Regions from separate parts of the Mus musculus genome. Here regions 1, 2, 3, 4, 5 and 6 are each linked to region 7. Evidence: chromatin contacts called from public HiChIP or PLAC-seq and promoter capture Hi-C data. All regions are on one chromosome and are shown on one strand. Each heading gives the region's core, a stretch centred on a gene start, on an enhancer-like site or on the middle of the called end of the contact. The rest is flanking DNA. Distances are from core to core; before and after follow the strand shown.

Evidence for each region. Promoter capture Hi-C pulls out the DNA fragments that hold promoters and counts their contacts. HiChIP or PLAC-seq counts read pairs in DNA pulled down with a chosen protein or histone mark.
Region 1: a promoter capture Hi-C map of embryonic stem cells shows a contact between it and region 7, with 3 times the contacts expected there. The contact joins the promoter of Grhl2 here to the promoter of Rrm2b in region 7. A contact is called at or near these places in 10 of 39 promoter capture datasets (the 3T3-L1 cell line, cranial neural crest, embryonic stem cells and 6 more), 1 of 484 Hi-C or Micro-C datasets (embryonic stem cells) and 8 of 115 datasets of contacts at active chromatin or transcription factors (astrocytes, embryonic forebrain, embryonic stem cells and 4 more).
Region 2: a promoter capture Hi-C map of pre-B cells shows a contact between it and region 7, with 3 times the contacts expected there. The contact joins the promoter of 2310043O21Rik here to the promoter of Rrm2b in region 7. A contact is called at or near these places in 2 of 39 promoter capture datasets (liver and pre-B cells), 1 of 484 Hi-C or Micro-C datasets (CD4 T cells) and 1 of 9 other capture datasets (liver).
Region 3: an H3K27ac HiChIP or PLAC-seq map of embryonic stem cells shows a contact between it and region 7, with 4 times the contacts expected there. The contact joins the enhancer-like site here to the promoter of Rrm2b in region 7. A contact is called at or near these places in 4 of 39 promoter capture datasets (cranial neural crest, embryonic stem cells, hippocampal neurons and 1 more) and 7 of 115 datasets of contacts at active chromatin or transcription factors (embryonic stem cells, large pre-B cells, pro-B cells and 1 more).
Region 4: a contact with region 7 is called in a promoter capture Hi-C map of the SN4741 cell line, with 4 times the contacts expected there. The contact joins the promoter of Atp6v1c1 here to the promoter of Rrm2b in region 7. A contact is called at or near these places in 9 of 39 promoter capture datasets (the 3T3-L1 cell line, the C10 cell line, the HPC-7 cell line and 5 more), 4 of 484 Hi-C or Micro-C datasets (CD4 T cells, CD8 T cells, pre-B cells and 1 more), 2 of 115 datasets of contacts at active chromatin or transcription factors (large pre-B cells and memory CD8 T cells) and 4 of 9 other capture datasets (adipose tissue, embryonic stem cells, liver and 1 more).
Region 5: a FOXA1 HiChIP or PLAC-seq map of pancreatic cancer cells shows a contact between it and region 7. The contact joins the enhancer-like site here to the promoter of Rrm2b in region 7. A contact is called at or near these places in 5 of 39 promoter capture datasets (the 3T3-L1 cell line, cranial neural crest, embryonic stem cells and 1 more) and 4 of 115 datasets of contacts at active chromatin or transcription factors (embryonic hindbrain, embryonic limb bud, forebrain and 1 more).
Region 6: a promoter capture Hi-C map of embryonic stem cells shows a contact between it and region 7, with 6 times the contacts expected there. The contact joins the enhancer-like site here to the promoter of Rrm2b in region 7. A contact is called at or near these places in 6 of 39 promoter capture datasets (the 3T3-L1 cell line, cranial neural crest, embryonic stem cells and 3 more) and 4 of 115 datasets of contacts at active chromatin or transcription factors (bone marrow-derived macrophages, embryonic forebrain, embryonic stem cells and 1 more).

The regions. Positions count from the first base shown.
Region 1 is chr15:37,231,364-37,234,421 of GRCm38.p6, reverse strand. Grhl2 (grainyhead like transcription factor 2) reads right to left here and starts at 1,386. Exons shown (of 16, transcript NM_026496.4): 1 at 1,016-1,386. The coding sequence starts at 1,035. Gm16136 (predicted gene 16136) reads left to right here and starts at 1,263. Exons shown (of 2, transcript NR_155442.1): 1 at 1,263-1,446; 2 at 1,595-2,501.
Region 2 is chr15:38,593,132-38,596,269 of GRCm38.p6, reverse strand. It overlaps 2310043O21Rik (RIKEN cDNA 2310043O21 gene), which reads left to right and starts at 1,336. Exons shown (of 3, transcript NR_045757.1): 1 at 1,336-1,462. The region is part of intron 2 of Gm41309 (a long non-coding RNA gene); the gene reads left to right.
Region 3 is chr15:37,288,408-37,291,144 of GRCm38.p6, reverse strand. All of the region lies in intron 6 of Grhl2 (grainyhead like transcription factor 2), which reads right to left. Among named protein-coding and RNA genes, the nearest start is that of Gm16136, 57 kb to the right of the region's middle. Within about 2 kb of position 1,279, at least 4 of the 459 cell types and tissues checked have an H3K27ac peak or open chromatin away from gene starts, as enhancers often do. A contact at or near this core is called in embryonic stem cells, where this site is marked.
Region 4 is chr15:38,660,545-38,663,465 of GRCm38.p6, reverse strand. It overlaps Atp6v1c1 (ATPase, H+ transporting, lysosomal V1 subunit C1), which reads right to left and starts at 1,562. Exons shown (of 13, transcript NM_025494.3): 1 at 1,383-1,562.
Region 5 is chr15:37,316,219-37,319,386 of GRCm38.p6, reverse strand. The region is part of intron 8 of Grhl2 (grainyhead like transcription factor 2); the gene reads right to left. Among named protein-coding and RNA genes, the nearest start is that of Gm16136, 85 kb to the right of the region's middle. Within about 2 kb of position 1,411, at least 45 of the 459 cell types and tissues checked have an H3K27ac peak or open chromatin away from gene starts, as enhancers often do. A contact at or near this core is called in pancreatic cancer cells, where this site is marked.
Region 6 is chr15:37,214,413-37,217,359 of GRCm38.p6, reverse strand. No RefSeq gene overlaps it. Among named protein-coding and RNA genes, the nearest start is that of Grhl2, 17 kb to the left of the region's middle. Within about 2 kb of position 1,284, at least 19 of the 459 cell types and tissues checked have an H3K27ac peak or open chromatin away from gene starts, as enhancers often do. A contact at or near this core is called in embryonic stem cells, where this site is marked.
Region 7 is chr15:37,959,581-37,962,516 of GRCm38.p6, reverse strand. It overlaps Rrm2b (ribonucleotide reductase M2 B (TP53 inducible)), which reads left to right and starts at 1,462. Exons shown (of 9, transcript NM_199476.1): 1 at 1,462-1,673. The coding sequence starts at 1,626. Gm49085 (a long non-coding RNA gene) reads right to left here and starts at 1,359. Exons shown (of 2, transcript XR_003951596.1): 1 at 976-1,359.

The DNA of each region.
Region 1 (3,058 bases), core at 137-2,636, 730 kb after region 7:
GCGGGGACCGCGACGGACCAGGCCCCGCGCCCCGCGGCTCACGCGGCTCCCGGCAGGCCTGAGCTCCGGTCGAGGACGCAGAGAGCCCGGAGTCCCGGTGCTCCACCATGCTCCCCCACCCCCTTGCCCTCGACAGCCTCGGCGAAGGCCGATCGAGCCCCACGCCCGAGGTGGCGGCCTCCGAACAGTGGGCCGCGCGGTCACCGGACGCGTATGAGCCAGAGACGTCGGGGCGCAGGGAGACCGGCCCAAGTGTGGGCACCCCTTCGTACTCGGCCTCAAAATCAGTCCCCCATTCCCGAGAGGTCCTGTCCCGCACCTGCGCGAGGTGACTGGCCACTGCGTGGGCTGCGGGAAGGAGCGAGGCGCGGGCACACCCACGGACCCGCCATCGCGGCCTGCCCGCTCCTCCGTCCCGTCGGAGACCCGCGCTGGGGCGCACATGCACCCCGGGTCGCCGCAGTGGGGAAGATGGCCGTGTCTGCAATCGCATAAAAGGCCTTTGTTGAGCGCACACAAAAGAGGCCCAGACCGCTTTTCCAGCAGGCCCTTTGGCCTAATCGAAGGAAGTCGACTGAACTTCCAACCGGCCCAGGAAGTCTGAGGCTGGGGAGCACCTCCAGGCAAGGGGGTTAACTACAGGCCTCCCGCCACCATCTGCCAAAACCTCAATCAGTGCCCAAGGGTCCGTTGGTCGGGGCAGTGGGAGCTGAGCTCATTCGTCGGGGAGGAAGCAAAGAAAACCCACGTTTACTTGCAAGGCCCCAAAACGGGTTTTAAACATTCACGTTCGAGTAGGGTCTCTCCCCTGAATCGGGGTAGAAATAATCCGAGAGGGTCTGGATACACCAAAAAGAAAAAAGTAAAAAGAGAGGAAAAAAATACAAAATCAAAATCCAACAATAGCGACTTAAAAAACAAAAACAAAAACAAAAAAAACAAAAACACAACAAACCAGTTGCCATCAGCCCAAAGGGGCAGCGGCAGCCGCCGCCGGCGCGTGCGACCCACTTACTTGTCCGACTCTTGTGACATGTTTGATCCAATGAACTCGCTCCCCTTTTCCTGGAGCCTCAGCCTCTGGTGAAACTGGACTTTCAAGTCTGTGCAGGTGAAGGTGTGTGAGAGCGCCCGAGATGGCAGAACAAGAGCTACAGGTAATTCTGCTTTCGTCCCCCCTCACCACTCTCGCTCGCCCGCTCGCTCGCGCCCTCACCTAGCCGGAAAGGTGGGATGGGGGGAGGGAGCCCTCACATGGGGCCCGCGCTCGGAGGCGGCCCGGCGGCGCGGAGTCCTCCCGGATCGCTGCAATGGGCAGACACAGAGCGCAAAGTGGCGGACTTGGGCGGCCACAGGTAACTTTCTCGCAAGGCGCTGAATTCTTTCACTAAAGGGTACAAGCCCGAGGGCCGAGCTGCGCGGTGATTGGCTGCGGTGCTCCCTCAGGTGAGCTGCCATTGGCAGAGGCGCGCTCAGGTAAGGCCCTTCTCCAAGTGCAGGTCACTCACTGCGAAGTTTACCTGAGTGGAGCGGTGGCACGCTGGAGACTCTGCGAGCTGACTTCTACCCACTTTTGGCTTTCTTCCCTGACTAGGGGCAGGGTAGAGGTGATGGGAGAGACGGAGCGGGGAGCGCCACTACAGACACTAGGTACCGTGGGTCAAACCGAAGGACGACAGAATGCTGAACCCAGAAATCAACAAGCCACCCGGAACCAAATGGCCAGTTCACCACCTGCCACTTGACACTCGCGGGACGAAAACTGTGTGGCGGGCAGAAGAGTCAGGGAACTAGAGTTACGCTATGCTGAGTGGGAAAGGAACGGATTGCCGGGTCTCTTGCGTAATTGCATTGTTAGCATTCTTATCCACAACAAACTCTTCTCCTGCTCTGATGCATAGAAGATAGCAGGTCGTTTTCAGTTTTCAACTAGTCGAGCGACCTTTCCTGAACTGGATCTATGAAGTGCGGCGTGGCTTTAATGGAGAAAGGAGATTCGGTTGAATAGACTCTTAAGGTGGCCCGGGCGCACCTCTTGCATCTCTCCGCAGCCTGGGATTCCTGCGCTGCGGAACAACTACTGCATCTGTTCCATAAGCCTGTCGCCCGTTGACATTTCTAGGCAAGCATCAACATTTACATTGTAATTCAATAGAAGCAGCTACTACAAAGGCTCTTTATCCTTGCAGTTTAATATGGTTGCCAGGGGAACAACGCAGGATGAAAGTGACTTGTTTGTGTGGGTTCTCTTCTGGTCCGGAACAGTGCGAAGTAGCCAGGTGTCATTTATAATCGCTGCTACGAGAATTAAGTATTTGTGGGAGTTCTGACAGGGATCTAGCCCATACATGAGCGTGGTGGAAATACAGGAGGGTATGGAAAGCTTTGCCACATTTATGTCAAGTCAACACTGGAGCACTGGAGCTGTCAGATTTGACACAACTTCTGTATTAAACCTTTGCAGGTCACATGATTTGGGGGAATTAAATTACGGCACTAGGTTTGGTTGTTCTTTATTTCCACTCTTAGCAACTGACTTTAACGATTCTATTTTATTTTAGATAATAACATAAGCACCCATACAGGTACTTTTTAGAAACAATATATTTTTAACACAGTTTGAACACGGTATCCGTGTGCACCTTACTTTCTTTTTCCCTCCTCTAGAGACAGTCACATTCCGCCGATGCCGGGTGGGTGGGCGGGTGGCTCTGTGGCTTGCCCCCTGTTGTGCGCATCTCCTGATGCATCAACGTTGTGGTTTGAACACTTGCTACTCGTTATGAGCTGCTAACTCCTCTACTCTTTTGCTTCCAGTTCCAGCCCCCATCATGGTCCCTCCTCAGGTTAGAGACTAAGAAGTATGTATCTGGTCGAGTTTCAGTGGCAACAGAGAGCACTGATGTAGTGTGGTGGTTTCCTTTTTTACCTTTTGTTTAGTTTATTACGAACCTATCCTGATATGGTTCTATAACAAATCTACCAAGTGACTGTAAAATTTAGTTTCCAAAAGACCAAATATCCCATTCCATCTTCTCCCTGCAAACAAGCCTGCAGA
Region 2 (3,138 bases), core at 87-2,586, 630 kb before region 7:
CAGTATATGCTCTCAGATAAAGGGAACAAGAAAAGCTTCGCAAAACAGCAGCATGCAGGCTTCAATGCCAGGTCTCACTGCTAAAGAATTAATAAATAACATGTTGAGATTAGTTTTACAACCCACAGGCCGACTGGGATCCAATTAAAGAACTGTTCTTTAGTAATGCCTGAGATATAGTCTATTTTAAGGCAGTCGACCAAGCATCTCTGTTTATTAATTCAGGGAGGAGACGGCCTCATCAGGAGACTCTAATCCACGCTGGGTGTCATGACTCAGACCTGTAATCCTAGCTCTAAAGTGTCTGACACAGGGGTGGGGGGTGGCAAGTTCAAGGGCAGCCTGGACTCATAGAAAGGCTGTGTCTCAAAACCCAGCAAGTGGAAATAATCTAGTCCTGCTCTAAGGGGGTTGTTTGTCTAGCATGTGCAGGTCCTGAGTTTGACCCCCAGAAGTGAGGAGAAATCGTAAATCTAAGATTAAAAATCAAAATGCCTTTAGGAGACAAATGTAACAGATATTTATGATCCCAGACTAGGAAAATCTCTGGCTACAGATGTGGAGCTGTAATCCCAGTCCTTAGGGAAGCTGAGGCAGAAAAACTAACTACATCCAGCCTGGGCACCATAGGAGATTTTATTTCAAAACAAAATCAAAACCCAAAGAAGCAATAGTATCAATCATTAAAAGGATACAGTAACATTTTGCTTTTCCAAGACAGGATCTTATGTGGCCCAAGCTGGCTTCAAAGTCAGCTATAAAGACCTTGATCTTCTTCTGGCCTCCACCTTCCAAGTGCTGGGTTATAGCTGCACGGACCTCACTAGGGACTTCTGTGCACGTTTCCTTCTCCCTTCCCTTCCCTTCCCCTTCCCTTCCCTTCCCTTCCCTTCCCTTCCCTTCCCTTCCCTTCCCTTCCCTTCCCTTCCCTTTCCTCTTTCTTTCCTTTCCTTTCCTTTCCTTTTCTTTCCTTTCCTCTCTCTCTCTCTCTCTCTCTCTCTCTCTCTCTCTCTCTCTCTTTTCTTTTTTGACACAAATCTTATGTAGCCCAGGATAGCCTAGACCTTTTCATGGTTTTATGCAGAGGAAGACCTTGAATCCCCTCCTGTCTCCTGTTAGAATTTTAGACATGTGCCATCATGGCTGCTTTTTAAATGTGGTGCTGGAGAATCAAACCCAGGGTTTTACTCAGGCTTGGCAATCAGTCTACCAACTGAGCCACAGCATCAGCTCAGCTTCTTCATTACATATCTTGGAGTTGGTCAAAGATGGAATATGACTCAGACATATTCTTGGAGTTGGTCATATTCTGGAATATGACTCAGACATATTCTCAGAGGCATCACCAGCTCCTGATGTCAGGGCCAGGCCCTGAGGTAGACTTTTAATTCTTTCAGGGGAAAATAATGTGTGAGAAACTAGGCAAGAAGCAAGACATCTCTTGCCACCGCAGAGCTAGAAGGTAGGTGCACAGTGACCCAAACAGTGACCATGCCAGGACTTGGTAACAGTGGAGGTACGGTACTCTATATGGGGGTGCTTGGGGTTGGGGATTTAGCTCAGAGTGCTTGCTTAGCAATCGCGAGGCCCTGGGATTGGGCCTCAGCTCTGAAAAACAAACAAACAAACAAACAAACAAATCAAGGTAACTCAATATGGTGATTGTATGTTGAGAGTGTACTGGCCAGTGAACTGGTCTCGGTATCCACAGCAGCAGCTCAACCAGATTGCCACTGCACAGTAATCATGGCATGTTTCCCGTGCTTCTCGGCTCTCATGGTGGGTTTGGCGCCGATGCTATGACCCACTCATCGATTCTGCGCTGTGCAACCAGTCTTCAAGCACACAGCAGCAAGCACGTTATCAGGAGTCAGCTTCTATAGCAGATACCCCGACAGATGCTCCTTGTTCCCCATCAAGACCCAAGGGAGTTGTTTCTTCAGTGGCTGAGTGGGCTGCTGGCAGGCTGTCAGACCGCATGAGAATTACCTCTGTGGAAAGGAATGTGTTCCTCCAAGGTCAAGCCCAGCTACTGCAGAAGTCTGAATTCGGACACTGGCCAACATGGCCCCCACATGCTGTTGCAAGACTTCTCCCGTGGTGCTTAGTTCATTTGCGTTTCAGATAAACGTTAATATATAAGTTGCTGTAAAGCAAGGGGCACTTGCTAAAAAATATATACATCACTGTTTATATATAAAGTTCAAGTCTGTCGGGTATGGTGGTGCACGCCTTTAATCCTATCACTTGGGAGGCAGAGGCAGGCAGATTTCTGAGTTTGAGGCCAGCCTGGTCTACAGAGTGAGTTCCAGGACAGCCAGGGCTACACAGAGAAACCTTGTCTCCAAAAACAAAACAAACAAACAAAAAAAAGTTCAGGTCTGACTGCTTTTATTTGCTAAGTCTGGGAACACCAAACTCAAGGCAACTCGGTTACTGCCAGCCCAAGAGCCTTCCACGGTTCAGCTGAGACTCATGCCAGGACGTCCATCACATGGTAGCTCCTCCCCTGTAACGCCCACTCCACCTCTCCTCTCTCCCCTCTTCATCCCTCTCTCTTTCTCTGTTTCTTTGTTTGGTTTGGGTTTTGAGATGAACTCTCATTATGTAGCCAAGGCAGGACTGGAACCCACTGTGTAGTCCAGGCCGGTGTTAAGCCTGTGCCTTTTTTCCCTCAGAGCATCTGGTCCTTGGGATGATTGGCGTGCACCACCCCAATCAATTTCTTTTTCTTCCTGTTGTCCTCTTCCCCATTCTTCTTTTGAGATAAAGTCTCACTATGTCCCTCTGTCTGGACTGAAACTCCGTGTGTAGATGAGGATATCCTCCAACAGGTAGAACTCTGCCCTCGAGTGTGGGAGGGAAGGTGGGCACCACCAAGCCTAGCTTACTTTTCTCATCTTTAATTGCGGCAATCTCAAGAGCACTTCTTTTTATTTTTTATTTTAATTTTATTTTACATGGATGTTTTGTTTCCACATATGTCTGTAACACATGCACGCAGTGCCCCTGGAAGCCAGGAAGGAGTGTTGGATCTCCTAGAACTGGAGTTACAGATGGTTGTGAGCCACCATGTGGGTGCTGGGAATCATACCTGGGTCCTGTGGAAGAGCAGCCAGTGTCCTTAGTCACGGAGCA
Region 3 (2,737 bases), core at 30-2,529, 670 kb after region 7:
TAAAAACGAAACCCTTCGTCATTCCTACCACAGCATCCTGACAACCAGATGAAGCAGCCTTTGGCACAGTTGGTATACTTTGCAGAGTTAGCTCGAAACTGAAAAGCATTTGGCTTACATTGGCAAAAACACATCTGAAACCTGTCTTAAGTCGAATTGGTGCCATTTGTAAAGAAGCAGACATTCATCTCTCGCCTAGGGAAGTGCCTCAGGCTGGAGTGGAACAGGCAATAAGAGAATTGCACAGGAAACACAGACATGGTAGGAGACAAAACTCATATTGATAAACATATTTCAAACGTCAGAGAACTCATAACCCAAAAGTACAAGGGCAGCGCTGCACTCCAGCAAAACATGGCTGTCCTTTACATGAGCTAGAGCAACCAATTCTGTTTCACAGAAATAAGAATCTAAATGTTGGGCTGGAGAGGTGGCTCAGGGGTTAAGAGCACTGATTGCTCTTCCAGAGGTCCTGAGTTCAAGTCCCAGCAACCACATGGTGGCTCACACCCATCTGTAATGAGATCTGATGCCCTCTTCTGGTGTGTCTGAAGACAGCTACAGAAGACAGCTACAGTGTACTTACATATGATAAATAAATCAAAAAAAAAAAGTACTTTTATAAAATAAATAAATCTTTAAAAAAAATAGAATCTAAACCTCACTGCAGTTCTAAATTTCAAACAGACATCATTTGCATAAATTTACATATGTTGGCTGTCCTTCTGGAAGGCAGGCTGCCACGACCCTGCCGCAGACTCCAGAATTACTCCAGGATTTCAGATATGAGGTGCCTTACCTGGTTCAGATCACATTTCCAGAAAAACGGAACAAAAGAAGATAAAACTTCCATACTGACCAGTTATTTCATGGTTTTGGTTTGTTTTTGGGTTTGTTGTTGTTGTTGTTGTTTTTGCTCTCTGTGTGTGTGTGTGTGTGTGTGTGTGTGTGTGTGTGTGTGTGTGTGTGTGTGTGAGAGAGAGAGAGAGAGAGAGAGAGAGAGAGAGAGAGAGAGAGAGAGAGTTTTCCAGAAAATTGTTTAACAACCCTGGCTGTACTGGAATTCATCTTATTCACAAGGCTAGTCAGTCTCAAGCTTTCAGATACCTGCTGACCTCTGCCTCCCCACTGCTGGGATTAAAGACATGCATCACCACACCCAGTCACCACACCCAGTTTTACATTTCCATATTAAAAGACTTTCATGATCCCACCAAAGTGGAATCATTGGGAAAGTCCCAACAGATGTCACTTACATGGCTGCCACCTTTTCAGAGCAATGGCTGCATGGAGCTCGTATACATATGATTAAACTGTATCCCACCTGTTCCCCCCAGATAACCATGTCTGGATTAAGACCCAAGGAGAAAGCCCTCTGCTTTTCATCCCTCCAGGAGGCTCCACAGAGCACTGTTCCTAGTTGTGCTTGGTTTTCTTGGTGGTGCTGGGGGTAGAACCCAAAGTCTCACATGGATTAGGACTAGAGACCCCCTAGGCAAACACCATGCACCATGCAGCCCATCCTCATGCTAAAAGAGTTAGTCAGGAAGCTGGCAGCCTGGGACCTACCCCAGCAATCCCGCCCATCTTAGTTACCCCACTTATTAGCTTCTGAAAGCCAAGTTTTCTTATGTATAGTACTGTAATAGAACAATGTGCTTCATCATCATCATCAATTATTATTATTATTATTATTATTATTATTATTATTATTATTATTAAAATGGGTTGTGGTTTAGTTTCAGTAAGTTATTAGGCATCCAGTGCCTAGTGCAATCCCTGATACAAAGAAGACATCATTGCTGTGTGACTTGATGCAATGCATTCTTGTTGATACAGTAGGCCCTCCACCATAGTTCTGGCCACAGGGTTGGAACAGGTTGCTGTCCCTCATGGTGAACAGTACCCTGGGTACCTTTTGATCGCCAATGGGCTCACCTTGCTTGGGAACTTACTTGGCCCATATGTGGTAGGGGCACTGTGCTCTGGACATATATGGTTGGGGCACTGGGCTCTGGACATGCCACGGTTCCCTACTTCTCAAGCTGAAACGCTTAGTAGGACACATCTACAGACAGAATCTGACGGGCTGGGGACCACAGGTACAGTGGCAGGGAGCAGTTTATAAGAGAGCAGGAAAATCTATATTGCAACGAAGCAGGAAAGTCTTCCAAGCCTTTTCTAACCCCTGCTGTAAGGTTTGGTTTTTTTTTGTTTTTTGGTTTTTTTTTTAAGTGGAGATGGACTACCTATCAGCTCCCTGTTGGCAGTAGCGAGCATGCCAGTCTGGCATGCATCCAAAGCAGACAGACAGTGACAACTCATGTCATTTCCCACACAAGAGATTAATACTCGTGAATCTGAAATCCCTCCAAGCTGCCGCTGTGGGAATCGTACCTCCTCGCCTTTTGAATCCTGAATAAGCCAGGGGCTGCAGAAGGCTTTGTAAGGGTTATAAATGGTCCAAGACTCGGCAGAAAGTACTCTCTGCTACTCGTTACTCACAAACATACCCTGATCTACTACAGATCAGCTGAAAACCGCACAGCCTACAAGCCATGAAAGAGGTGAGGGGGGATTCCTTGGTGCAGGGAACGCAAGTTCAGACAAGTCGCTCCCCCGAGCTTTATTGGTTACTGATTAAAATGATAAACTACGAGCAATAAATAGGCTCTCTTGAACGAGACTTTCTGAGTTATTTATTTTGGACTTTTTCTCCATGCCATTCCACGGGTAT
Region 4 (2,921 bases), core at 313-2,812, 700 kb before region 7:
ACATCTCTGTACTGCTCCATTACTCCTTCGGAGTAGATTTTACACACACACACACACACACACATTTATGTATATGTGTGTATATATATGTATATATGTAGATGTATATATATATGTGTGTGTGTGTGTATACATATATATATAGAGAGAGAGAGAGAGAGAGAGAGGGAGAGAGAGAGAGAGACAAGTGGTCTCACTATTTATTTAGCTTTGGTTGGCTCTGCCTCCTAAGTGCTAGGACTAAAGGTTAGTGCTCTATCACACGCCAAATGCACGACTATTAAAACCTATCTCCTCTGAATCTGTCTGGAAGCTCTGACAGCAGAGTCCCTGTCTGCTTCCTAAACCTTAGCACTCCCATAGTATCAGCCATAGAGCATGCAGTATATGAACAAGTATCACCAGACTTCAAAACTATTTCCCACTTTTCCACAATGCAGCCTACTACAAAAGCCTGGCCTTTGGCACCCCTAAATCATGTCTTCTTCTCTCATCAGGCCCTCAAATAACGAGGCTTTCACTGAGTAAAAAGTTCTCCTCTGTTGCCTCCAATCCCACCGACTTGCCAAGACCCAAACTCAAGTTTTCTTTCCTCCAGGATACTTTTCTCCTCCTTCTGTTTTTACCAGTTCTATACAACCTCATCTTTCCCCTGTGACTTATCTTCCCACCATCAATGTGAACTTTTAGGGCTGGGCTATTCACACCCGACCATTTCATTCCCGGGGCACCACTAAGTACAGAGTAGACAATTTTCCCCCTGATAACATTTTTCCTCTGAAAAGAACACAAGCTTCCCTCTTATGCCTCATAGGTGATTCAATCTGCCTTATAAGAGACTCTGTCCACCAGTTCCTTTTCGGGGATGTTGTTTAACCTCCCCCAACCCCAATCTAGTGAAATGTTTTTAAGCTGCCTGTATTCCTGTTTCATCCACTGCCTACAATGACCCCCGTGTCCTCTGTGACCGCCCCCTGCCTGCAGTGGGCACCCCTTCCGCCCTGAAAACTGTAATCCCTTCTATTCACATACAGGCGTAAACACCCAGTGGAGACTGCACACACACGCCGGTGAACCCTGAGCCTCACCTGAGGCATTCTGTCACTGTCCACCTTCTCACAAGTGACCAGGACTCGCTGGGATTCCCACCCAAGAAGGACCCGAATGTACAACACTTCTCCCTTCTGCCACTGAGTTCCCCGTCTGGGCCCCTTCCCCCTCCTTCTTCTTCCAAAGACACCAACCCTAGGCCCTGAGATGCGGAGAGCCCGCACCCAGGCCGGTTGCAGGTCCGACGCCACAGTCTAGGCCCCCGCGCCGCCCCCATCCTTCCCCGGCGGCCACTGCAGCGTCAGCTCCCCGCAGGGCTATCGCTCACTGACCCGAGGTGTCTCAGGAGGCGGCGGCGGCGACAGGTGCGGAGGCAGGAAGCCTGGTAGACGTTAACCGCTCAGCGCTCCATCCCTCCCGGACCTAAGCTCCGGCCTTTCGGCTTCCTCGACCCCTGCGCCCAGAGCAAGTCACGTGCCAGCCGGAGCAGTCAGCTGACCGCGGCGCACGCCGCTCCGCCTACGCGCGCGCACCACTGCGCGCAATCACGATGCGGCCAGGCCTCCGGAGAAGGCGGGGCTGAGAGAGCGCGCAGAGCGGGCTTCCGGGTGGGCGGAGCTTGCCGCTCCTCCAGATGCACCTGCGGTGGTTGGCCAGCCACCAGAAAATTCCCGCCCACCCTAAAATTACCCACAGGTTTCAGCCATTCAGACTCCCCCAAGCTCCTGCACTGACTTCTGCACTGCAAGTTTTGACAGTCCAGGTTTCGGGGAAATTTTTTCTAATAATCCACTTCAGTAGTTTCATATTTTTCATCCAATCTGGTATCACTTCGTTCCATAAAGTGATAAAGTGTTCAGGTTTAGTTACTCAGCACCAAACATTGTTAATTAGTTTTTTAGAATTAGCTAGTGGAGTGACCCCCTTGCCAGGAACTCCAAACTGTCTGGTTTAGGGGTACCAAAATGGATACAGGAAGTCAAGAAAGGTTTATGGACAGGGAAAAACCATCAGCCTTGGGTTCCAGAAAAATAGATATCAACCTACTCTCACAAACCGTGCACATCTCATTGGTTGAGAAGTTAGGTGGTGCATATCTCAGCATTTTAGGTTGCATAGAGGATTGGGGACTTGTCTATTTTAATCGTTTTTAGATTTACAGCTTAGCAAAGTGAAGCTCCAGAGGTTATGGTTCTGTTTGCACAATGTGTGGGCACTCCTGGCTGTTCTTACTAGCAAGCGGAATAATAGATTTCCATTGTCAACCTGACTGGCTTTAGAATTGCTAGGAGACAAACCTCTTGGAGGGAGTTTCCAGCCAGGTTTAATGTAGGACATTCACCTCGAATATGGGCAGCAGCATCTTGAATGATAGGAACCAACACAGAATGTTTTTTTTTTTTTTTTCGAGGCTTAGAGAGATGGCTCTGAGGTTAAGAACACATACTGCTCTCACAGAGGATCTGAATTCCTTACTGGCACCCACCTGGAGTGCCTTGTGACTCCAGCTACCTCCAGGAGATCCGATTGGCTTCATCTGGCCTCCTGCAGAACCTGTAATCATATGCACTCCCAGGAAGACAAAACACTCATACACATAAATACAAATAAAATTAATCTTTTAAAAATGATAAATAGGATTAGAGAGAGAAGGTTCAACAGGTAATGGGGCACTAACCACCAAGACTGATGGCCTGAATTGTATCCCCAGAACCACAAAGTGTATTCTGCAAGATAGCCTCCCATCTCCACATGCAAGCTGTAGTACCCACAAATAAATAAATGTAATAAAATTGTCAAATAAATAATCTTTTTTTAAAGGAGAAAGCTAAGCATCAACATTCATTGCTCTCTGCTTCCTGACTACCAAT
Region 5 (3,168 bases), core at 162-2,661, 640 kb after region 7:
TGAAATGTGATATGATAGTTCTGTCTCTTTAAAACATGCTTACATATAAAATAATAATGCCCCTCCCCATTGGGGCTGTTTCCACCTTTTAATTATAAACAAATCCACCGTGAATGTCTTTCTGTGTAGGTTTTGTACAAGCGGTACACAGGAATGTAAGTTGGCTGCTGGTGTTGTTCTCTTCAGCTGTGCTTTCTCAGCAGCATCTTTGTTTTTGTTTTGTTTTTGAGACAGGGTTTCTCTGTGTAGCCCTGGCTGTCCTGGAACTCATTCTGTAGACCAGGCTGGCCTCAAACTCAGAAATCTGTCTGTCTCTCCCTTCCAAGTGCTGGGATTAAAGGGGTGCGCCAACACTGCCCAGATCAGCAGCATCTTTTTGTAGCCCAAGCTTTCAGATGCATGTTCCCTTCGATCTAGAGGAAGCCTTATGAAAACTCCTGCTTCCCAGCCCCATCCTGGGTGCTCATCTTTCCAACTCTAGAAATGCAGCAGCCCCCTCTCCCCTCCCTGCCCACCCTCTCTGACCCCACAGGGCTGGCTTCCTCTTCTGCGTGCCAAATGGCCAAGTGCAGGACAGGAGGCGAGGAGGGGAAGAGAGAAAAGCTGGACAAATATTAGTAATGAATTGACCTAAGTTTAGCCTGTGTGTCATTAATCACACTATTCTAATTTCTCATCTAAATATTTAAAATTTTTAAAAAAAATGCAGAAATGACAAGAGAAAAGAAAAGAGAGCGTGGTTCCTGCCTGTAATCCCAGACAGGGGTACTAGAAGTTCGTCTTAGCTCCAAGCCTGTCCCTAACTTTTCTGAGAATGGGATCTGTGCCTGGCCATGAATCTCCAGAAACTGGTACCTCGTGTGCTGCCTCAAATGCACCATTGTCTCACTGTCCGTGAGAGTGGAGATGACCCGCCGAACACGAAGCAGTTGGACTGGAGGTCATGCTCCATGCTCGGTCTCGGCTTGCTCGGCTCTGTTATGCATTTGCTGTGTTACTGAGTGAAACCAGCTAACTTTAAATCACTCCTTAGTTAGATGAAAACTGTCACCTGCTTAGAAACACGAATAATTGAGTAATATATATATAAAGGCCTGGCAGGGTGCCTGAGATATAGTAATTACTGAACAAATATTAGTCACTGTGCACACAAGCACACACCATTATGTCGTGAAATCCAAGTGTGTAATCCAATTCTCTGCACAACACAATGGTCCATAGCTGTTATGTACGGAGCCATAAGTAGAATGAGGGGCAGAAACCATGGCTACTCCACGCTAACAAAAAAGATCAACTGATATCTTCAGTGAGATGCCATCCAAAGATTAGTCCTTAGTCCTTGCTCACAGCATTAGCTCCAGCCTCATAGCTGTTCCTGTCAGCCCTGGCCTTATAAAAGGGGAACAAAGGCATGGCTTTGTTTAAGTTCAGTACCAAAGACTCCAGCAAATGTTTGCTTTTCCCTTTTAGAGCTCCCTCCACCCACACCACGCCCCAGAAAACACATAAAAACACCATTTGCCCTGCTTGGCTGTGTGTAACTCAATCTTTTCGAGACCTCTCCCAGGAGCCTCTCCCAGTGTTCTCTTTGCTTTTGAGACTACGGGATGCCCCATAATATTCTCTATCAGATAACCTGTTTAAAATTGGGCCTCAGTTAGGCAAAACACTAACTTAGTAAAAGTGGGAGAGTGATGTCCGTGCAAATGGCCGTTTCTCTCAATTCACTTAGAAGCAAAGGGATGTGGGGTGGGGGACCAGCAAAGTTATGAACCTCAGAAATATCATCTCCTTTAGACAGTCTTTGGCTCTCTCTGTGCATCCTGAAAACCAATATTTATACACCCCCCCCCCCCCGCTCTCGTGTCTAAGAGTTCAAGGCAGATAGAACACTAGCCATTTAGAAATATACCCGAGGAAGGTGCTTTGTGACTACCAAGTTTAACTTTCTGTAAATTGCTTTTTAGATTTATTTATTTTACTCCGTGTGCATGAGTGTTTTGCATATATGTGTGCATGCATATATATGTATATGTACCTCATGCATGTCCCATGCCCTGAGTTTAGGAGAAAACATCAGATCCCTCCAAATTGGAATCACAGATGGTTGTGAGTGACCATGTGGGTGCTGGAAATAGAACCTGGGTCCTCTACAAGAAAGAATCACTAGTGCTCTTATCCACTAAGCCATCTCCAGACCCCCAAGTGTGACTTTTTAGAGTTCTGTATTTGGCACACAGCATCAATAATGCAGGGTGTGATTGCACATGCCTGTAATTCCAGTACTGGGCAATGGAGGCAGGGCAATCAAGAAATCACAGCCAGCCTCTGCTACATGTCTCTATAGCAGCATCCATCAGACATTTCAGTTGAAAAAGAAATACTGGAAAAGACAGATAGAGACGTGGCTCAGCAGGCAAGTGCATTTGCTGCTCTTTCGGAGGACCCAGATTTAGTTCCCAGCACCCATGTCTGGTGGCTCACAATTACCTATAACTGCAGTTCAAGGGGAATCTGACATCCTCCACACACACACACACACACACACACACACACTCACACACTCACACTCACACACACACACACTCACACACACACACACACATTCACACACACACACACTCACACACACACACACACACGAAAATTAAATAAAAAAAAAGAGGAGGAAGAAAAGAAATCTGAGACGTGATAGATTCACCACAATTAGGTACTGAGTTTAAGCTAATCTTTTAATTAGCACAGTCTCACTTTACTAACTATAAAGTTGGGACTGCCCAAGGAGATTAAAATAACTCTGTTCCCCCTAATTCGCTGCTTTCTGTAGTGAAATGTCACTGCCATCATAGAGCTGATTTGTTTCCAAGCTGTCTCTTAAGCTAGTCGAGAGGCTGTACCTTCATTCCCGACTCAAGTGCAGGCAGCTGGGAGGGGCTTGCTCACCTCCAGCTGCAGGTGGAGAAGGGAGCAGCTAACGGAGGAAACCAACACAGAAGGAGAAAAGAAAGATGTGAGGATTCCACATGGACAGAGAAAGTCACGCCACTGTCCATCTGTCATCAGAACTGCACACCCAGACGCTGCCTACCTGCCTACTGTGCAGGCTCTGCCAAGCAGTGCTTTGCATTTTCCTTAAAGATGGGTTCACAGAGGAATGAAGGACTCCTG
Region 6 (2,947 bases), core at 35-2,534, 740 kb after region 7:
TTTCTTTCCTTTTATTTAGTTTTTTTCCCCCTAAGACAACCTTTTTTTTTTTTTTTTTTTTTTTTTTTTTAAGCATGCATTTATTTGCTGGGAGGAGGGTACTGCCGAGCACACAGGGAGGAGGTCAGCAGATAATATGTAGAATCAGTTCACTCCTTCAACCATGTGGGCCCTGGGGGTGTCAGGCTCAGCAGCAAGCACCGTCACCCTCTCACCAGCCTATGAAAGCTCCCTTCATGTTTCCGTGGTGGGCAGTTGGGTTGTTTATCTGCATGCAATCGATTGTGAATAATGTTGCTATGAGCACAAATACAGATGCCTCGTTCATACTCTGTTGTCAGTTGCCTCTGATATGAACTCAGGAGTGAAACCCAGTCTGATTTTTAACTTTCTAAGGAATAATATATCACCTTTAAAAAATGCCTTTATTTTTTTGAGACAGGGTTTCTCTGTGTAGCCCAGGCTGGCTTCGAACACAGAGATCTGCCTGCCCAGTGCTGGGTTTAAAGGCAGGTGCTATCACAGCTTAGGTTACACAGAAACCAGCAGAGAAGCCCAGCCCTACAGGTGGGAGGAGAGAACCAACTTCCCTCAGTTGTCCCCTGACCTCTGTATGTGCACACGGACACATTTTTTTTTTAATTTTAAAATTACTTATTTACCAGCTTCAACTTTACTCATTTTATGTAGTTGGGTGTCTTGCTTCATGTATGTTTATGTGTCATAAGCATACCTGGTACCCGTGGAGGTCAGAAAAGGACATCAGATTGTCCTGGGACTGGAGCCAGCCCAAGTGAGGTGCTGGAAACCAAACCTCCGTCCTCTGAAAGATCAGCACGTGCTCTTAAACGCTGACCTATCCACCCCATCACAATATTTTTCTTCTTTCAAATGGGCAAAAGAAGAAAAGAGCAGGGGAGACTGTGTTGTATATACTGAGACCCAGAGAGAAGGTTCTAGAACCAGGCACACTTAGGCTTGAAATGTGGCCCCGCTGTGGCCTTGATGTATAGAAAAGTCACTTCACCTTTCAGATCACTGCTATAAAAGGGGACCAATAATGGCCAGGTTAGATCACAAAATGGCTGGGTTTTAAGTGAAGGTGTTTGTAAAGAGCCTTGTGCATGGAAAAGAAGATTTTTTAGTTCTCTCCTCTCCCTCTAAGACTAGAGAAAGCAGCGCCGCTTTGCTTAAAAGCATAGAAGAAAGATTCAGCCCCATTCTTCACAATGCACGTCTTTGTCAGGCGCTAAGCAAACCCAGAGTAAGGTTAAGAAGCCTGGGCCACTGTCTCTGCTTAGATCGCTCTCAGTTCTCTACCTCTCTGAACTGCCCCCTGCAGGGGCCGTCGGCCTGAAGCGAGCCTGCCTCCTCCCTGACTCCAGCCCATGCTGGGCACAAAGGGGTCTTGGGGTGGAAAGACCACCGCCCCTTGCTGCTTACTCCCTTTGTCATTAGCAGACGTCTCCTTCTCCAAGGACCAAAAGGTTAATAGAACGAGGGTGGGGGGCTCTGCACCTAGGTCTTGCTGCATGCAAAGGAGATCTCCCTTCGTGTCAGTACATAAAGCATACGTAAAGGCAAGGTCACGCACGCCGCCAAGGGCACCACCGCCCAGGGTTCCATAGAGCTCCCAGGGACAGTCAACTCAGTTGTTCTTTATTTACAAATACAGGAACCGTCCCAGCTGTGTTTCTGATTGTCCTCACGGTCTGACGTTGAAGCTTTCAGTCACTGCTCATTGCGGCTTCTTGGGGCAGATTCCGTGACTCACAGGCTGTGGGATTCCTTAGCTCACATATCTTTCTGTCTTTTAGTCCTGTGCCTCAGACCACGAAGATGCTCTAACCCCATGTTTGTACAGCAAACAAACATCTCCCTTCCCCACGATCCACATTGTTTTTGATCGCTCAAACTGACTTATTCAAATGCAGTTTTAAGTAAAGGCAACAGACAAAATGCAGTTCTCTGTGATTCTCTGTTCTAAAGCCACCACAACGCTGACTCTCATCTTTCCTCCAGAGCTCCAAAGAGACTCGAATGGCTGTTTGTTTACTTAATGTGTGAGGGGTTCCAGGACCAGAGTGGGAGACAAGTCTCTCTCCCCCACATCCATTCCTTCTCTGGGATGCCACCATGCTTGCCAGAGGGCAGGGGGCTGGTCCCCTCTCTTGATGGAGTGTGCACACTTGATGGTTTTACAGCCAACCATCCTGACTTAGATGAGAGGGAAGACAGCAGAAATCATCCAGGGCATCGCAAGGTCTGAAATGACTGTCCTAATTGGACAGATACAACTCAAGCTCCTCTCAAGGCTCTGGCTTCCTTGACTTCCAGTATCTTCTTAAACTGAATGCTCAGAGCTAGCTGCTTCTTATCCACAGGGAGGGCACACCACCATCTGCTATTCTAACTGCCAGTGAGATGAGAAACTCTTCCAGTCCACAGTCACTAGTGTAGGGTTGGCTCCTGTCAGGTGCTGGCTTGACCATGTTGTACCAGCATATGAACCAAGCTAGTGGATTTCAGCCTTCACTGCACTGTTTTTGTCAGGTGGTAAATTTAGAGAAGAAGGAGGAGGGGGATGGGGGAGAGGAAGAGGGGGAGGGGGTGAGGGAGGGGGAGGGGAAGAAAAAGAAGGCATCCAGGCTCTGCCCCAGAGATCAGCATTCGATGGGTATAGGTAAAAGCATTTAGCAAAAAGCCCTTTGGAAGAGGTTATAGACTTCAGACATTTAGAATGTAGGCACTCTGGAGATCTATAATCTGTTTTAGAAGATCTATTGTTTGGTGGTCTCGAATTAATTTGATTTTATAAAATATATAATATGTAAATATATAAAATATAATATATAGGTTATTAATATATAGAAATAACATGAAATATATAAAATAATATAATATTATATATTAATTAGAGTTTCTATGTAGCACTGGAAGAAGTTAA
Region 7 (2,936 bases), core at 213-2,712:
AGCTTAAAGCAAAATTTCTATCCTGCTTTCTATTTTAGAGGCTAACCACCAAGCAGTTGCCAGATGTTGAAGTCATAACAAGGCTCTTTCCAGAATCTACTGAAAATCTCTTACTTCTTTTTCACGTTTTTGGTTTTTGGCTTTGAGACTGGATCTTCCCATCTAGCCCAAGACGACCTTGGTTTCACGATCCTCCTGCTCCTATCCAAGATGCTGGGATCAGAGGTGTTCAATACCATACTCAACTCTTCTTTCACCATATTATTATTTAATTTGTATATCTTATTTGTGTTTGTATACAAGAAGGGGTAGTGCTGGGGATTGAACCCAAGGCCTTGTACATCATCACCTAATGAGCTACAGTCCCATCCCGCTCATTATATTTTTCTGTCGTACTACCATATATGTACCATATGCTGAAAACATAGAAGCAATTCAACCAAGAGTATTGCCACCATCATTATTCACTGTCTTTGGCCCTTGCAATACAAAAGTGTTGAATCTCTTTACAACTTTAACCTTTGCTTTGAAAAGTATCCGTAGCAAGGATATTGGAGTCTACCGTATTTTGGTTGCTTAATCTTGGCTATTTATCTTCGGGTTCAGTTTAATCTGGAACATGAAAATTGCAGTATCGACTACAGGGAAATATCTCAAAGATTAATTCACATAAAGGGCTTAGCAGAATAGAACCTATCAGGTTGTGAAAGTTCAATAAATATTACTCAGTTAAACAATCACAAAGACTTCAAGGTATTTCCCAGGATTTAGCTATTTTTCCTACTCATTCTCAAGCTCCATTCACGCACACACTTTCCCCCTCCAGTTTCTCCTTTTGGTTGCTGAAATACAAGAGTTCCTTTCTCCTTGGAGTTTTTAACAGTGTCGACCTCCCACCCTGCTTTCCACATCCCATCCAGTGGGCAGCTCTACAGCCACTCTGGCAGTCTCTTGGACTGACTGGGTGCAACCTACCGTGTCGCTGGGGCACCACGAGGGCTAGGGAATGTCCCGGCGTGCCAGTCACCTCGTGTACCAGGTAGTCTGGCACAAGTAGGCAGACTGCAAATTCCAGTAGACGCTCTAGAATTCAGAGCAGATGACAGGCTGGGCAACAGCGCGGAAGCTGGGGGAGCAAGAGTGGGCGGGGTCATGCGACGCTAAAGAACAGGCTTGAAGTGCTCTGGTACTGCGGACTGAACTTACGCAGCCGTCGCCGGAGTGGGGACCCTGCTCAGTGAAGAGAAGCGGGCCAGCCGAGGAAGCAGAGTTCGGCGGCGAGGGGCGGGGCCAGCTGAGGTAGGCGGATCTCTGGCGGGGCGGGCCGGGGCCGGCTGAGGTAGGCGGATCTCTGAGACGCTGGGTGGAGCCGGCTGAGGTAGGCGGATCTCTAGGCAGTGGGGCGGGGCCGGCAGGAAAGGCGGATCTTTCAGGCGCCGAGAGTAGCGTGCCTGGGCGGAGCCACCGCAGAGAAGGCCCCTCAATGGGCCGGCTAGAACCCAGGACCGGCGCGGCAAGGCGTGCCCGGAGCAGGAGGAGGTTCGCACAGGACGATCTGATCCTACTAGGATTTGGTCGGCCGCGCTCAGTTCCTCAGCTCGGGTGGCTCTGGTGGAGTCTGCGCGATGGGCGACCCGGAAAGGCCGGAAGCGGCCAGGCCGGAGAAGGGTGAGGTAAATGTCGCAGTCGCTTCATCCTCCACCCCTGGGTCACGCCCGGACTTTAGGTTGCTGCGAGTCAGTCGCAGGTCCGCTGTAGAGTAGTATTTTATTCGTCGCCGTCAGAAACACTGTGCAGGCCGAAAGGAAGCGCCCTCACCTCAGGCTAGTGTTGGGGAGTCGGGAAGGGCGAGCATGGACGCTGTGCTGCTCTGCTCAGGGCGGAGCAGGAACACTCAGGTCCCGGCTGAGGAAGTCTCCGTGTCCCCTTGTTCTCCAACCTCTGCTCTCCAGTCTTTCTTTTCTTGTCGGGAGCCCTGGCGGGTGAAAAAGGGCTGTGACGGATCTACGCAAGAGAGGTGAACCATCAGATGCAGTTGAGGAACTCGTGTGGAAACTGATGCAGGTGGATGAGGGGAGGAGATGACAGGTGAAGGGAGGACGAGAAACCCTTACAACGAATAAAAGACTGGGAGACCAGTTTTCCTCACACCGAACTTCTAACTGAATCTTCGGGGTGTCTCTTCATTTCAGTAGTGGAAGTGTTTCTTCCTTCACAAAGAATGAAGTGCTTTATGCAAAGTGTTTAATAAATCTAAAATTAACCCGTGCTAGCAGAAAGAAGTATGTAATAAGAGCAAACAAAAATTATACGGCTTTATAGTAATGTAAGTTGTTACTGTGTAATTCCAACTCCACATTTTGGAGACAAATATTCTAAACCATCTGGAATACAAGTAATACTTTTTTTTTTTTTTTTTTTTTTTTTTTTGGTATGTGAGCCTGTTTCTCTTTGTGGTGTCTTGAAGTTAATACTGTGGCAAGTTGGAAGGGGCCATAAAAGTTTGAGCCCACATATATTCATGCTTATACTGGCATTTCTAGACAAAGATGGAGGTTCTAAGTTGATTTTTATTCTGTAATCGTTTAATAATAAATTATGTCTATCCCTTAATTTTCCCCTTGAAACAAAGATACTCAGCACCAATTTCTCCTTTCCGGCAATATTTAGACTTCTCTGGTTTGCCAATGACACCAGGAATCATTCTGGCTTAACACCTGAAAGTTAACTTTTAAAAAAAAAAATTACTTTTAATTCATAAAGACAGAGCAAAGGTTTAGACCTAGAATAAATTTTAGTGAGTACTTTTTTTTTTTTTTTTTTTTTTAACGAATCCAAGAGTTTTTGAGATTCGGGATATCGTAAGCACTTTGTTTTTTAGTTTTTTATTTTTATTTTGGATATGATAGGGCAGTGCGGGCTATTTGTATCAGAAG